Linked DNA regions of Gossypium hirsutum: region 2 is linked to region 1. A link is a contact called in public Hi-C data. All regions are on one chromosome and are shown on one strand. Each heading gives the region's core, a stretch centred on a gene start, on an enhancer-like site or on the middle of the called end of the contact. The rest is flanking DNA. Distances are from core to core; before and after follow the strand shown. Region 1 holds the start of LOC121222274. Region 2 holds the start of LOC107914409 (iron-sulfur assembly protein IscA, chloroplastic).

The links. A called contact is a pair of places that touch in the nucleus more often than the background predicts.
Region 2: a Hi-C map of leaf shows a contact between it and region 1, with 1.8 times the contacts expected there. The contact joins the promoter of LOC107914409 here to the promoter of LOC121222274 in region 1. A contact is called at or near these places in 4 of 34 Hi-C or Micro-C datasets (leaf and petal).

Annotation. Positions count from the first base shown.
Region 1 is chrD10:15,181,498-15,189,328 of Gossypium_hirsutum_v2.1, reverse strand. It overlaps LOC121222274, which reads left to right and starts at 4,720. Exons shown (of 14, transcript XM_041102557.1): 1 at 4,720-4,889; 2 at 4,982-5,047; 3 at 5,125-5,178; 4 at 5,311-5,382; 5 at 5,617-5,718; 6 at 6,074-6,148; 7 at 6,239-6,342; 8 at 6,449-6,530; 9 at 7,017-7,109; 10 at 7,646-7,710. The coding sequence starts at 4,767.
Region 2 is chrD10:15,553,223-15,561,053 of Gossypium_hirsutum_v2.1, reverse strand. It overlaps LOC107914409 (iron-sulfur assembly protein IscA, chloroplastic), which reads right to left and starts at 4,193. Exons shown (of 2, transcript XM_016843320.2): 1 at 3,653-4,193; 2 at 1,598-1,921. The coding sequence starts at 4,034. The coding sequence ends at 1,779.

The DNA.
Region 1 (7,831 bases), core at 3,471-5,970:
GGTGTGATAACTATTGAAAAGAGTTATATTTCAAGTCTTTAGAGTGAATTAATTGTTTGTGATAACTCTAGAGTTATATTTCACATCACAATAATATTCATATTAACACAATATTATTTTACATTTATTCATTACTTAACTAATTATATTACTCAACATTAAATATGTTGATTGGTTGGGTATCATCAAGTTTATGTATTGTATAAATATTATGCATGATTATCCAAATTTTGTTTCCTAAATCTCAAATTTTACTTAAATTTATAACTAGTTCACTTACGATAATTTAAATACACTAATATTATTTTTAAAATTTTTATTTAATATTTAATATGTATTTCTCTTATTAAAATTTTAAATATAAACAACTTAAAATAATTTTATATTGTCGTTATAATATTATATTTTTATTTTAATATGAAATCAACTATGCAATTTATGCCAATCAAGCTATTAACTTAGTTGCAAACTTGTGTGGGTTTCAAGTTGATTGGCATGAGATTCAAGGTTCGATACTTGTGTTTGTAAACCTTTTCCACTATCCTCCGTTATAGTGTAATTGTTAAATTGTATAAAAAACACCATCATGATTGTGTTCAATGAACAAATATATTTTTCGTTACAGTGTAATCAAGTTGATTTTTCATGATTGTGTTCATTGTTAAGCTCTCCAGTTTGAATTATATTTGTTCATTTTTTTTGTTCCGCACCAAAAATTCAAAAACGATTTTTTTTGGAATGATCCGGAAAAAAAAAGATTCTTAGAATTCTCCATTGCTACGACATGCTCTTTTTTCCATCCACTCCTTTTGGGATCAGTCGTGGTCTTACAAACTCTACTGATAGTCTGAGCGAATCCCTTTCTTCATACAAATGTGTAAAAGATGCTAGTCACACTTAAAAGCTAAGTACTCTACCGTTGAGTTAGCAACCCGAAAAAAATTAGAATATGTAGATACAAATTAGTGTCAACGAGAGATAACTCCAAACTTACATCTGAGTGGAACCTAGATTTAAGATGTTCTTTTCACATGTGTCCCAATAGTGAATGGTTCTCCACATGCAGTTCAATTGAAGGTGGAGTTGTGCACATGGGAAACGATTCATCTAGTAAAATAATCGGTATTGGTACTGTTAAAATTAGGATGCACGATGGGACGATTAAGACACTCTCAGATGTCAGGTATGTACCTAATTTACGAAAGAATCTCATCTCCTTGAGTATTTTAGACTTGAAAGGATGCAGAATTAACATCGAGTCGAGTGACATTAAAGTACCTCGTGGAGCTCTCGTTTTGTTAAAAGGTAAAAAAACGGGCAATCTTTATATTCTGGAAGGTTCTACAGTGACCGGTGAAATCAAACTTCCCTCGTCCGTTACGGAGTCAAAGTCAACTTGTTTGGAGATGAGGCAACTTGGTCATAGGAGGGAAAAAGGTATGACCTTTTCATTGAAGAGAGGTTCTCTTTTGGATGTAGGTTTTGAAAAGTTAAGGCACTGTGTTCGTGAAAATCAGACCCGGGTTAGTTTTGATTTGGCAGTGCACAAGTCGAAGGCTAGAAGTCTTCCAGCTTCTAAGCATAGATTCGACTCAGTTAACTCCCTGCATAGTTCAAGATAGGCCCATGGCGGGTTTTGGCAAAAATGGCGTTGAAAGAATTTGTGTCAAGGTGGAGATTGTTAGAGTTGTGTGACCCAAATTCTAAGAGATTGCTTGCAAGTCAAGTTAAACAAAAATATATTTTCTTTCTAGAAGATTTAGTATTTATTAGTATAATATATTTAGCATTTATTAGTATAGTTTATTTGACTTACTAATTTAGCCTATAAATAGGCTCTTTTACAATCTTAGAAAGTATACCCATTAGATTAGAACTCATAACTCATTCAGAGAATTTTGTGTTTACGTTTTGAGGGTTCTTTATTTTTCGAGTTTTTGGGGTTTAGTTTTATCTCCATCTTTTGTACTCTTCATTCTTTTGCCATTATAGTAAAATTATATTTGCCCGTGGTTTTTTATCCTCTTTGGAGGGGTTTTTCCACGTTAAATTTGTGTGTTCATCTTCTCAATTTCTTCTACTATTTTACTTGTTTGTTGCTTAATCGGGACGATCCTAACAAATATAAATGTTGAGAGTTGAAAAAAGAATAAAGAATATAAAAAAAGACTACGAAAAATACAATGAAAAAAAAAGAATTCATTTTTTTATTAATTATTAGTAATATTTTCTCTTTTTATATGTTATATGTTATTTTATTTGTTATTTTATGTTGTTTTGTAAATGTTTAAATGCAATTACTTCATTTATTCACTTGATTTTTTTTCTCTCTATTTTTTTATCAATAAAATTGGCTCAATAAAATATGAGGCCAATATTATTAAGACCATTATTACGCTTCCAGTCAAAGTGAAATATAATATTTAATTATTTTTCTTTCCTTTAATGCCTATTGGTGTTCCAAAAGTTCATTTTCGAAATTCGGGAGAGGAAGATGCAGTTTGGGTTGATGTATAATGCAACTTGTCAAATATATTGGGTCATATGGGATTCTCCTGTTCTCTCGCCCGATCGAGATATCCTCTGTTTTGCCCAAAAAAGATTGATTGAATTATCAAAAATTTGTAGCGCGAAGTGTAATGAAGTGCAATTGGAGATCCATTTCATTTTTTGGAGGGTATCCAAATTAATATTTTCAATTTGAATGATTTATGGTTGGCTTGGTTGGATCGAAAAAATGAAGCATCCAGGCTCCGTTTAGAAAAAAACCCAATTGGTAATACATTTATGATTACCACCTATATCATAATCATAAATCCTTTTTATTTACAAATTCGAAATAAAAATAAGAATGATTTCAAACTATTAATCAATCAAAGAATATGAGAAATACATTGAATATTTGGCGGATAAAATGAAAGAAAAAGGAATTAAATTAAAATAAAAAAGGAAATGAAATCATAGCAAAAAGATGTGGTATTGGGTCATTTGGAAAAGAGATGTAACTCCAGTTCCTTCAGAAATGGTAAGATCTTTGGCGTAAGAAGAAGGGGTTGATCCTTATCATTTTGACTTGGTTCTGATTTCTCTATTTTTTAAAGAATATTGCTTCTCCTATTCGTATCGAATAGAACATGCTGAGGCAAACCTTCTTCATATAAAACCTGCTTGATTTAGATCGGGAGAATCGTACGATTTTATGAAACCATGTGTATATGGCTCGAATCCGTAGTCAATCCTATTTCAGATAGGAGCAGTTGACAAATAAATCCAACTTTTTTCCATTATTTTCGTATCCGTAATAGTGCGAAAAGAAAGCCTGGCTCCAAGTTGTTCAAGAATAGTGGCGTTGTTGAGTTTCTCGATCCTTTGATTTAGGATTAGTCATTTCTGTTTCTTGATGGGGGCAGGGAAAGGATATAACTCAGCGGTAGGGTGTTCCCTTGACATGGTGGAAGTCATTAGTTCGATGAAAGTCGTATTTACAGCTTGGAGGGAGATCTTTCATATCTTTCGAGATCCACCCTACAATATGGGGTCAAAAGCCAAAATAAATTATTTTAGCCCTTATAAAAAGAAAATGGATTCTTGAACCTCTTTCACGCTCATGTCACGTCAAGGTACTGCAGAAGAAAAAACTACAAAATTCGATCCAATTTATCGTAATTGATTAGTTAACATGTTGGTTAACCGTATTTTGAAACACGGAAAAAATCATTGGCTTATCAAATTATCTATCAAGCCTTGAAAAAGATTCAACAAAAGACAGAAACAAATCCACTATATGTTTTACGTCAAGCAATACGTGGAGTAACTCCCGATATAGCAGTAAAAGCAAGACGTGTAGGCGGATCAACTGATCAAGTTCCCATTGAAATAAGATCCACACAAGGAAAAGCACTTGAAACTGAAGAGCTTTCCTTGATCACTACAACAAACACAATCATGAAAAATCTTGTTTTTTTCGCACATTAACCTAACTCATTCTCCTAAATCCTAACATTAAAAAATTTGGTAATTTTTATTAGTCCCACACTCAAACAAACCCACCAAAAATCTTGTTCGTGCCATCGAGAAAACATAACCCATTTCCTCAAACTCAGAATCTCAAGGTCATGTGTTGATTAAACTATAAAGCTTGGATAATTTTTCTTAGACTCAATGACTCTTTCAAAATACTGAAAAATTAGGTCTTATCCAGGACAAATTTAAGCCTATTTTCCTAAATTTTAAAAGCAAACACTAAACCATAACTTCAAAACTCTAAACTAACTCTCAAGTACCAAATGAACTCGCAAGGTCTCCTACTAATGCATATAATAAATTAATAAAAATAAATAAATTATTTAAATTATTTATGTATTTTAAAATTATTTGTATATTTCTAAATTTTTAATTATTTTATAAATTTATTATAATATTTTGATTTCTTTAAATTTCTTTTTATTTTGAAAATTTTATATAATTTTCTGAATGTTTTTAGAATTAGTATTAATAATGTTAAATGTAAGGGTTAAAATTTTTAAAATTAAAATTAAAATAATATTATATTTAAATATTAAAGGTTAAATATATTGTTGTACAGTAACGGAAGCACCCAGCTGAGGCTGAGAGAAAAAAGAAAACCGTCTCCAATAGTTGAGTGAGATACAATGGAATTTACTCAAATTAAAATATAGTGAAAACGCTGTCGTTCCACTAATAAAAGGGCTATGAAAATTTTGTAGAAGACTGAAATGTAGAGCAAAGAAACAAGAAAAGAAGAAATGGAGGAACTGAGGAAGCTTGAACAACTCCACACAACTCTTACATTTATGCAATCTCATAACTTCGTTCCCTCTTCAACTCTCGATTCAAATCGCTTCATCGCCAATCTCATCCTTCTCTTAGTAATCCCTTTGCTTTTTTTTCCCCTTTTTCTGTTCTTTTTCTTCACATTTTAACTTAATTTGTCTGATTACTAATTAACTTGGATTTCCAGTTACAACCATGCGGCGAACTCAATCTTGACATGAAATTCCGTTTACTTTCTGAATATTTACCAAAAGTAAGCCTTCCCATTTCCCATTAATGGTTAATTTCCCCCTTTTTTACGCTAATGGTTCTAACAATTGCAGATTTCAGTCAGCTTTCTGGAAGAAGCATCACAATGGATTCGTTTTGAAACTGATGAAAGAGGTCAACCTGATTTCTATTTTTATATATATTTATTTTGGTTGGTTTGTGAAGTTCTGGACTTTAAATATATATATTGCAGATTATCAAGAGGTTAATGATCCGTCCGGTAAAAAGGATTGCCTCCCATTGCAGATAAACCACGAGGAGGTAGCAATGGTGGGACTGGAAGCAATGGAACGAGCAAATTCTACACTTGAGGATTTTGTAAGCACACAAAAACACAATAAATTGGTCTTTTAAGTCACTTAGTTTTATATCACTATCTGCAACTTCACTATTGGCGCAAATGATAATGGGATGCATTAATAATGTTAGTAATGAATGAACGAACGAACGCATAGGTGTGGCATTGAGCATGGGAGAAAATTTTACCTATGCTTTTGACAAATGCGTTCTATATAATTATCCCAATTAGTGATGTTATGATTGTGTTTGCAGTGCAGATCTTATTTTATGTTTCATGGAGTGGACATAGACAGCCCACTTATGATATTTAAATATTTCCCTGTTCTTGCATTCACTGAAAGTTATATTTATCAGGTAATAATCGTTATCCAAAGAAATGTTGTTATTTTTACAAGTAATCTTTACATTCAATGCAAGAATATTGCATAAATTTCAATATATTTGTTGGTGCTAGTCTTATCGCTTTCAATGCAATGGTGTTGAGAAGTTGAAGTTGGAATTGGGCGAATTTTCTCTCTCTTGTAAACTTCCGTTATGACATTAATTTTCTCTCCAAGAAGGAATGAGCTTTGCCTTGGCTTCCATTCCTTCCATTCTTGTCTTTGCAAAGTAAATTTGTTTTACTTCAGTGTAAAGGACATTCTAGAAGTTAACGATGAATTCTCTTGTAACCTTGTTTCCTCAGTACTTTTTTTTTTATAATATGCAGTTAGATGGTTTGAATGAGAAGATACTCTCTATACCAACAGAAGGAGACACTTCTCTAGCAAAAGAATTTGAGAAGGTGATACTGAGATATTTCAAGAACTATTTCAGTGGTTAATCTTCTAATGATCAACTTCCACTGGCCCATGAATTTTTTTGTCTAGTACAGATGAACTATCAGTGTTGGGCTGAAACATTTGCGAACATGTTAGAAAAGGATCCATTCAGACCACTTTTAAATGTACTTGAACTCCGGGGACTCCTTAATGACAGGTAACTTTTTTTCGTACATCTATATTGCTTGTTATTTCCTTTCTGGGAAAGAAGGGGGGAGAGACAGAAACTTATTTGGTTGACTTCTTTTTGGCAATGGATTTAGGATCAGAGAAGAATTTAGGTCTGGAGAGGAGTACTGGGCATTGGAAAGAAAGCTATGTCGTGCACTAACACACAAAATGGAGGTAGATATACCTCCTTAATTCTTGCTGCTTTGCTCAAATTAATTATATTTTAACTTTTACTATTTCTAAAGAATTAAGAAAGAATTTTCTCTACCTAGTACTGATTTTCCGCACAAAAAGTAGATGACTACTGCTTTTCTTATTTTTCTGCCTAAACAGAAAAGGGAATAATGGTCTACCTAATGGTATTGAGTGAATAGATCTTTGATCTTAGCACTGCCTTGTTGAGCAAAGTTTCTCCTCATGCTTATGAACTATGGATGGTTTTGACATATAGATATCAAGGCTGCAAACCTTGCTTGAGGCTCTACATATATATTAGAAATGGGTAACATTTTAATAAATAGCATCTAGTTCTATGAGATGTGCTCAAGTAATGAATGGATAAAAGAATAATATCCTTCAAGGGGAAAGGGTTTAAAAGACTTGTACTACTAGGAGGAAATGCACAAAAAATGTTTATGTATTAAATGTTTGCTTCTCCAGATCTCTATTAAAGATGTTATGAGGGCAATTCATCTAAAGTCATTTGACTATCGGGTGTTGAATCTTCTTCTGTATCAGTTAAGAGGTCAAGAGGTAATTTGCTGTTAGCCTATTTATACGTTTGTATCTTTTGCATGTTTCTGCATGTACATACATCTGTTTGATTTTTTGAACCATGCTGGCATTCTAACATTCTATTTTGGATGCAAGTTTGAAGCACTATTTAAGGGTTTTGATAGAAGGGGAAGGAAAAGGAAATGTCTAAAGCACTACATAATTCTTTCTGACTTAATAAAATGACAACTCCATGATGCCGTGATTTGCTATGTTGGTTTTCATCAAGTTTTTTGGAAGTACATACAATGATTCTTGCTTACAGTTTCTGCTTTACTGTAATTGTGATATTGTTAATCTTCAGTTTCAATCTTTAAACAACAAGCAGAACTGAAATTTTATATCTGCTTATAAATGTTATGCAGTCTGCATTTGCATTCATACATTACAAGACATTATCAAAATGTATCCATCGCCTTTATGTTTTTATTATGATATATCTTGCATTCTATATTTTGTTTCTGGTAACTTAGATTAACAAGGCTAAATGCATTTTCTTCGAAGTTGTTGTAAAGGTTAATGACTTGCACATGGAATTCCTGTCAGTCTCTGAATTCCTCGTAGAAATATCAGATGATCTGTAAGTGTTTTTTTTCCCGTGTTTTCTGATTTTAGCTTAGATTTAAGTGGACAGTTTCAGTGGTATAGGCACTTTCAAATACACAGAATGATAAACTGATTTCAATCTCATTCCTTTTTTT
Region 2 (7,831 bases), core at 2,944-5,443, 370 kb before region 1:
TATGAATAGTGCCTTTCTCAATGGCTTCTTGAAAAAGTGTATGGAACCCTGTTAGAAAAATCAGTTTAGAAAATAGTGTTTTAAGATACAGTGGAAGTTAAAATTTTTTTTTTTGAAATCGAGTCATTGTGATATTTATAGCAATATAATTTAACTGAAGTTATACTTATGCTTTGTATGAGACGGTTAAGTCAATCTCGACTTTCGATCGAACTACCTTCTCTGTTATTCTCAAACCACGAACTGTTTTAAATATGAGCTTAAAGTATCACAAACCAATAGCACAAAATGAAGACTTTATTAACTTTCAGTAAGAAAGTTAATTCTCTTTATAACCAGAATTATGTGTTTTTTCCATAAAATAGAATTTATTTTGTAAAATAAATTATCACTGTTTTCTGACAAGATAACGACGACATTATGTGAAGAGTGTAAATAGCTCAACACATAGTTCCTATTTATAGAGAATCACTACAAGAGTTATGTTTGAATAAGATTTAATTAAATAATAATTTTAAAATAGAAAATTAAACTTCTACTTTAAGTAGAAGTACAGGGGCAGCGACATGCCCTAAAATACATTAGGGTTTGTCACCCTTCCACAAGGCATAGTTGGGTCTTTCATGTATTAGATCTAATTATATATGTTATCTGAATTTTTATTCAACCCAATATTTATTTATTTTTTTAAAAATATTATTTATTTAATCAATTAACTAATTTAACTAAATTAAATTCTCAATTAAATTATTTTCTCAACCCAGTTATAATTCCCTTAAAGTAAGCAACTTGACCGTATTAGAATCTATGATTAAAATATATGTAATTGTCTTATTCAACAAATTCACGATGATTAATTAATTTAATTCTCACTTCGAACTTCAATTATTTAATTATAATTAATTAAATAATAATTTAAAGAGATTAAATTAATTTTTAAAATCTTTTGTACTTAGCGAGAAAACACATTCACTACGGATAGTGATACATGCAATCAATTTATCTTACTTCGTCAATTTCATTTCATTTCATTTCATTCATCTATGGTTATCTCAAGCTAGGGAAGGGATTCATGGGGCATATATAATTATGGCTCAAATAATTTGTAATTAATTTTTGACTCTTCACCTATTAAATACTAACATTATTTAGTCATAAAGTCGACTCTCCTTATTATATATCATTACAAAAGCTATGCTCATCCAATGAGATTATCATAAGTATGTTACTTCATAAAATAACTTTAATTTCTTTGAAAAAAAATTATTTTCCCAACATAATCTTATTTTATCTCATTTTTACCGTCCATAGAAAATCTCATTTACGATAACTTTTAATTTGTTTTTGACCAATGATATGACCGTGCAGTAATTTATGTTATACATCTTAAGTTAGCAACATATTTCACAATAAATTATGATAATTTCTCGGATATCATTCATCATTATTATCTATTTTGTGCATTGCGTTCATTAAATTGTTTTCATATTTTTGCTTTTGACAAAAAGGAAAAAATGTATTCCTCAAGTAAAAATAATCCATCGACCCTTCACTCGAGTTTGTCGAGCAACATTTTGGATAGAGAGGCCAAAATCCGTAAGCATGAAGAAGACCAATATCAGTGTCTGGCCTTCGAACAAATATATATTCCTTCTAAAAGAGAAAAGAAGGTATGAAAGGTGCTAGAAATATGAAGTCAGTTAAACATGAAAGATTTACAGGCATAATTTGTATGTTGCATTACATGAAACGGATGGACTGTCTTTGTACATATGATTTCACATTTCTGCCGTAAACGATTTACCACAACCGCATGTCTGGGTAGCATTGGGGTTCCTGAAAGAGAAACCTCCACCAATAAGAGCATCACTGTAGTCTAACTGCATTCCAAATAAGAAGAGAAGGCTTTTTGGATCACACACTGCAAAAACAAGCAGAGAAGGGATGATCAGCCATTTTGCCTATAAGTCAATTAAACCATCCAACTCTTACATAAACAGACCTTAAGAGAAAGAACAACTCTTTCGTCAACAGAAAAAGAACAATGAAACAAGTATGTCCTTAAAGCATCAGTTTCATTCAGTTACAATGCCCTTCATATTGCAAAGTCATTCTAACAATATGATAGAGCAGGGAGCCTAATTTGCACTGACAAGTCTTTTTTGGATAGCCTAAACTATCTGTACAGGCACTAGAGTTAGCAAATAACATTAGCATGTGGTACAAATAGCACTCTATCTTTCACAAGACATTGCCATGTTAAAATTATTGATCATCATTCTCATTTCCGCATACAGAAATAAACTGAGAAAGATAGAGAGACCAAAATATCTGAAAAACAAGCATCCTTCATATCATCTGAAGATAGGGAGGAAAAAAGCACGAAATATAAGCCTGCTTCCTTTTATGCAAAGATGCTACACTCCCAAACAAAGTTCATAATGAGTTGAAATCATATGACTTAATTCATTGAAATCTAGCTGTTGGATAACAAATGCAAAATGCTTGATGTTCAGAAAACTGGTATAACATATGCCAAGCAAAAACATTAACCTCTTATTTGCATGTAGAAATCTACAAACAATAATGCCAAGAAAATATCTAGACAGGGCTAAATGCCAAGAAAATAATGCCAAGAGAAGTTACAAAGTTTGAATGTTTCAATAGATAATTCCTCCAATTTTTGTAGGAAATCCAATAATACACATAGAACCATGGCTAAATGCTCAATTTGGGACCAAATCTATTAGCATCTAAGTGTAACCTTTCATTTCAGTCCATTAAAGGTTCAACAATTTTAAATTCCAACAAAGACTTTAATTTGAAAAAAGCAGTATGACAGTTAAAGACTTATGGCTATTTGGAGGACATGCACCAAATAATCAAAAATAAATAAATTCTTATTATCTAAGTTGTTGGTTATTGTAATTTAGAAGCAGTTTGTTGATAATGATGAGTGAAGTTGAATTTTAAATTTAATTCTTGCTCCATTTTTTATATTTGTTCTTTAAAAGGTAAAAATCTATTCAATGAATTCAGGTTGCTATTGAATCAGATTTCTATAAATAGCAGTATTCAAATATAATAGCATAATAAACAAATTCGGATATTAAGAAAATTAACCGGATTATAATATAGATATTTCATAAATTGCTGCCACCCACAATCCATCCTCTCTTAAACTGCCTAAATACCCCCATTCAAGCAAACATCAGGTTACACTCCAACTCGTTTTCATAAGCAGTATTGTTTGCAGCTACCTGCAGAATATCCCAGCATATTACTCTGTATTCATTTGCTAACAATGATTTTTATCATAATCCTACTATGGTGATATTTCCAAGATTTTGGAGTTATTGATGTTACAATTCTTCCATGATTAGAATAGAATTTCCCAAGATTTCGGACTTGGTATCTTAATTCAATCAAATTTTGGAGCTTTTTTTCCTCGAAGTTGAAGAATCTACCGAACTATTCTTGTATTAACAAATTTAGAGTTGTGAGATTTCTATCTAAATCTAATGACTTATTTTGTCTCAAAAATCCTAGAATCAGAACATTAACCGGGACCCCTTTGCCTTCTAATCACATTAGAATGAAGTAAAGAACAACGTATTTAACAAAACAAGGGACAAAAATGATCAAAACTCACCGATCGTAAATCCGTTATATTCAATGATAGAGTCATCGGCTCTAGCATTAGACCTCTTCTCAAAATCCATCGTATAAGACATGCCCGAACACCCACCTTGCTTAACCCCAATTCTTAAGCACAAATCCTCATCACGCTCTGCTCTCATCTTATTCAAGTGCCTCAAAGCATCATCCGTCAACGTAATAGCCGGTTCCAACCCCTCCGCTGTAGGCGCCGCTGGAACAGCGGTTGCTCGAATTGAAAGGGGTTTTCCGCAGCTGAGTCTGGATCGTGAAAACCGTAAAGAAATGGTACTTTGGGGTAAAGAGAGTGAATGTTTCGAGTGGTTTGAGAAGCGGAAAAGAGATGACCAATTCGTCGAGATCGAAGTAATAGCCATAATCTGTTCTGATGAGGAGAACCCTAATGAGAAAAAAGAAAATAATTTTTCTCCCGGTGGGTTTCTTTGGCAGATGAAGTTACTGCGTTTGGTACGCAATTAGAGGAGATCTTTTTAAAAAATATTGAAAGATCAGAGCCGTTGGACAAATATAAGACTGCAATGGGTCAATTTAGAATGGATCAACGGTGGAAATAGATTTGTTTGTATTACTTGAACTTGCACTCTTTTTTTTTTTGTGAGGCCTGCAATTTTTGCTTTCCTATTATTGTTAGGATTTTTTTCATTAGCAAATAGATATTTTTTGAGAGAGGAATAAAAAACGTTTTTAGAAGCATTTTCAGTTAACATGTTGAAAATTGTATTTTACAAAATGTATATTTTTACACATTAATTTTTTGGATTAGATGATTAAATGCTAGTGGTTTTATCTTTAAATTTCGGGTTTGATTTTTCCATTATTCATATTTTTATTTTTTATTTCTTTTTTTTATTTTTAATTAATAAATATATTATTTTTAATTTTTTAATTCATCTTTTTAATTAATAACTCTTTTATTTATATAAATAAAATAATAGATATGTAATTATATAATAAAATCATATATTTTATATATATCATTATGTTAAAAAAATTAATTAATAACTCCTTTATTTATATAAATAAATTAATAAATATGTAATTATATAATGATAAATAAAATATATTTAAGAAAATGATAAATATAAAAAATATATAATTTCATTATATAACTACATTTTTATTAATTTATTTATATAAATAAAGGAGTTATGAATTAAAAATATTTTTAACATAATGATATATATAATATATATTTTATTATATAATTACATATTTATTATTTTATTTATATAAGTAAAAGAGTTATTACAATTAAAAACACTTGAAAATAATATATTTATTAATTAAATACATTAATTAAAAAAATTGAACAATTTCATTATAAAATAAAATATTTATTAATTAAAAACATTAATTAAAAAATTAAAAAAAAATTGAACAATTTTATTATAGGTCTAATACACTCGAACTCACGTTCTCCTGCATTGACAACAATACTTATACTAGTCGAGCTAAGACTTAATAAAAAATATTTTAAAAAAAAGGTTTAAAATAACATGAAATAATAAAGACAAATATGAATAGAAGAATATCAAACCCAAAACTTAAGACAAAGCCTTTGATATTTAACTATTTGATCAAAGAAGTTGATGTGTTAAAAAATGCATTTTATAGAAAGCGTTTTCCTACAACTCAGTTGAAAGCACTTCTTACAGGAAGCATCTTCTGTCTCTCTAAAACCTATCTATTTTTTAAAATTTGAGAAAAAACAGTCTATTTTACTAAATATATTTTAAAACCAACACTTTTTTCTAATTTACCCATTATTTTATGGCATGAGATTCTTTAAGTAGGTTAAAAAATAAAGTTAAAATTTTATCAAAAATTAAAAAGTAAAAAAAAGTATAAAGATTTAAAATGTATTTAATTTTGAGGGTTAATATTTGATTTATTGTGAATAGAAAATCTCAAATTCACAAATAGGATTCACACTATGGCATATCCTTTTTTTTTTAAGTTTTTTTTTTTAGTTTACTACATGCTACTCATTTAATCCTAATCTAAAAAGGTATGAAATGTTATAAAGTAAACAAATAAAATAGAAGCAAGAAATAGGAGAACAAAAAGTGATATATTTTATTTCATCTACTTAATATTTTTCTCAAAGTTTATATTTATAAATATTAGTATAAATAATATAAAATTTTATTCTTAATTGACATTAAAATTTTAAAAGTACATCAAACTTTTCAGTCTAATGGAGATTTAATTTATGATAAAATATTTATAACATTCCACCTTAAATGTTCATTGATAGATAATATGTTACATTAAAATTTTACTAAAATAAAAACCTTATGAGAAAAAAATCTTAGTGAAGAAAAAAGAATATGTATATCTATAATATGCATAACATGTTGCGTCATTAAAAAGCATACCAAGAAAGCCAAATTGGATAAAACTTCGGATAGGGAAGAAAGAGTATTGCACGTATTTACTCTTCCTCATGACAACATCACATAATATCTTAAATTCTACATATTTCAATCTTGAATACTAGCTTTTCAAATGATCACTTTAACAAATTTGCTAAATGTTTAAATCATTATTCTTCTGAAAGTTATTAGTGAAGAAGAATTTTGGAAAATATATTTTGGCATCTTCAAGAGTTCCAACAATAATCACATTTTGATCTTGATCCTTCTATACATATGGGTATATTGGATCATTTTATAATCTTCCTTCAACTATTATTCACTAATTCGAATTTATCACATATGTTGAAATCATTTCAATCCAATAAATATTTACGTAAACATATTGAACAATTTCTCGAGAATTTCTATAATATCCCGAAAATTACTACAGTAAGAAAGTAAGATAGTATCCTTGATATAGTAAAATAAGGAAATAAAGTGACAAAAAGAGAAATTTTGAGTTATGTCAACATTGGGAAGTATATTATGACATATTAATTCAAGAAAGGATTAAATTACAAAAAGTGAGAAAAGTTTTGTTGCCCAAGAGTAAATACTCAAAATTTGAGGGGTTAAAGTGTAAATATAAAAAATTTGAAGGACCAATAGTGTAAATATTTTAAGGGTGGAATGATCTAGAAACTAAGGAAAATGGATGAATTAGGACCAAATTGAATAGGTGAAGAATTATGAGGGACTAAATCATAATTTTACCAAATTAAGTGATGACTCAAGGATGAAATTTTAAAAGATCATAAAGGGCAAAATGGTCAATTAAAAAGAGAGAGAACTCTAGAAGGCAATGATGATATTAGAGATATTTTGATGATATTTTATAATTATTTAATTAGATAAATTTTATTTTATTAATATTTTAATGAGATATTTTATTATTATTTTATTTAGTATAAAAGGAAAGAAAGATGAAGAATTTTCATCATCTTTCCATGCGCCCACGTGAGAAGAGAAGAGATGAAAGAAATTTTCTTTTTTTTAGAATTTGGTCCTTTTACCAAAAATTCACCATTTTCACTTAGAAATTAAAAGAATTTCCATAGCTACCAAGAGAGAAAAATAATAAGGAGACAATGGGGAGCTAGAATATCAAGTTATATTCAAGAAATAAAAGCTGGAGGAGAGATAAAATCAAGTTAAAAATTGAAATCAATAGGACAAGGTAAGAACATCAAGATTTCAATATATTTTTGAGTTTGATATTATTGAAAAAGTATGAAAATGATGTTAAAGTAGAGTTTTATTATATAAGGTTCTATGTTCTTGATATGTTAGTGAAGGGAAATAAGAGGAAGTGATGGGAAATATTGTAGAGAAAGGAAATGAGGGTGTTATAAATATTATTGAAAAAGTATGAAAATGATGTTAAAGTAGCAGTAGTCTGACTTTGAAAATTCACCAAAAATTTTAAAAATTGAATTAGAGGTTAATTAAAGTATTAAATTAAAGCCTATTGAGTCTAGTTTTACGTAGAAGAAATGGTGTAAGCAAAAGAATTTCATATTATGAGATATATGAATTTTTGTGAGACAGGGTTAGATTGATTTTGGATTCCCCTGTTCTGACTTTGGGAAATCATCAAACATAGTAAAAACATAGTTAGGGGTTTAAATTTATATGTTTAAATTCTTGATGAGTCTATTTTCAAGAGAAACAAATGGAAACATCATCCAAACCCTGAACTAAGAGATAATTAATTTTTAGTAAGAAAAAGGGATAAA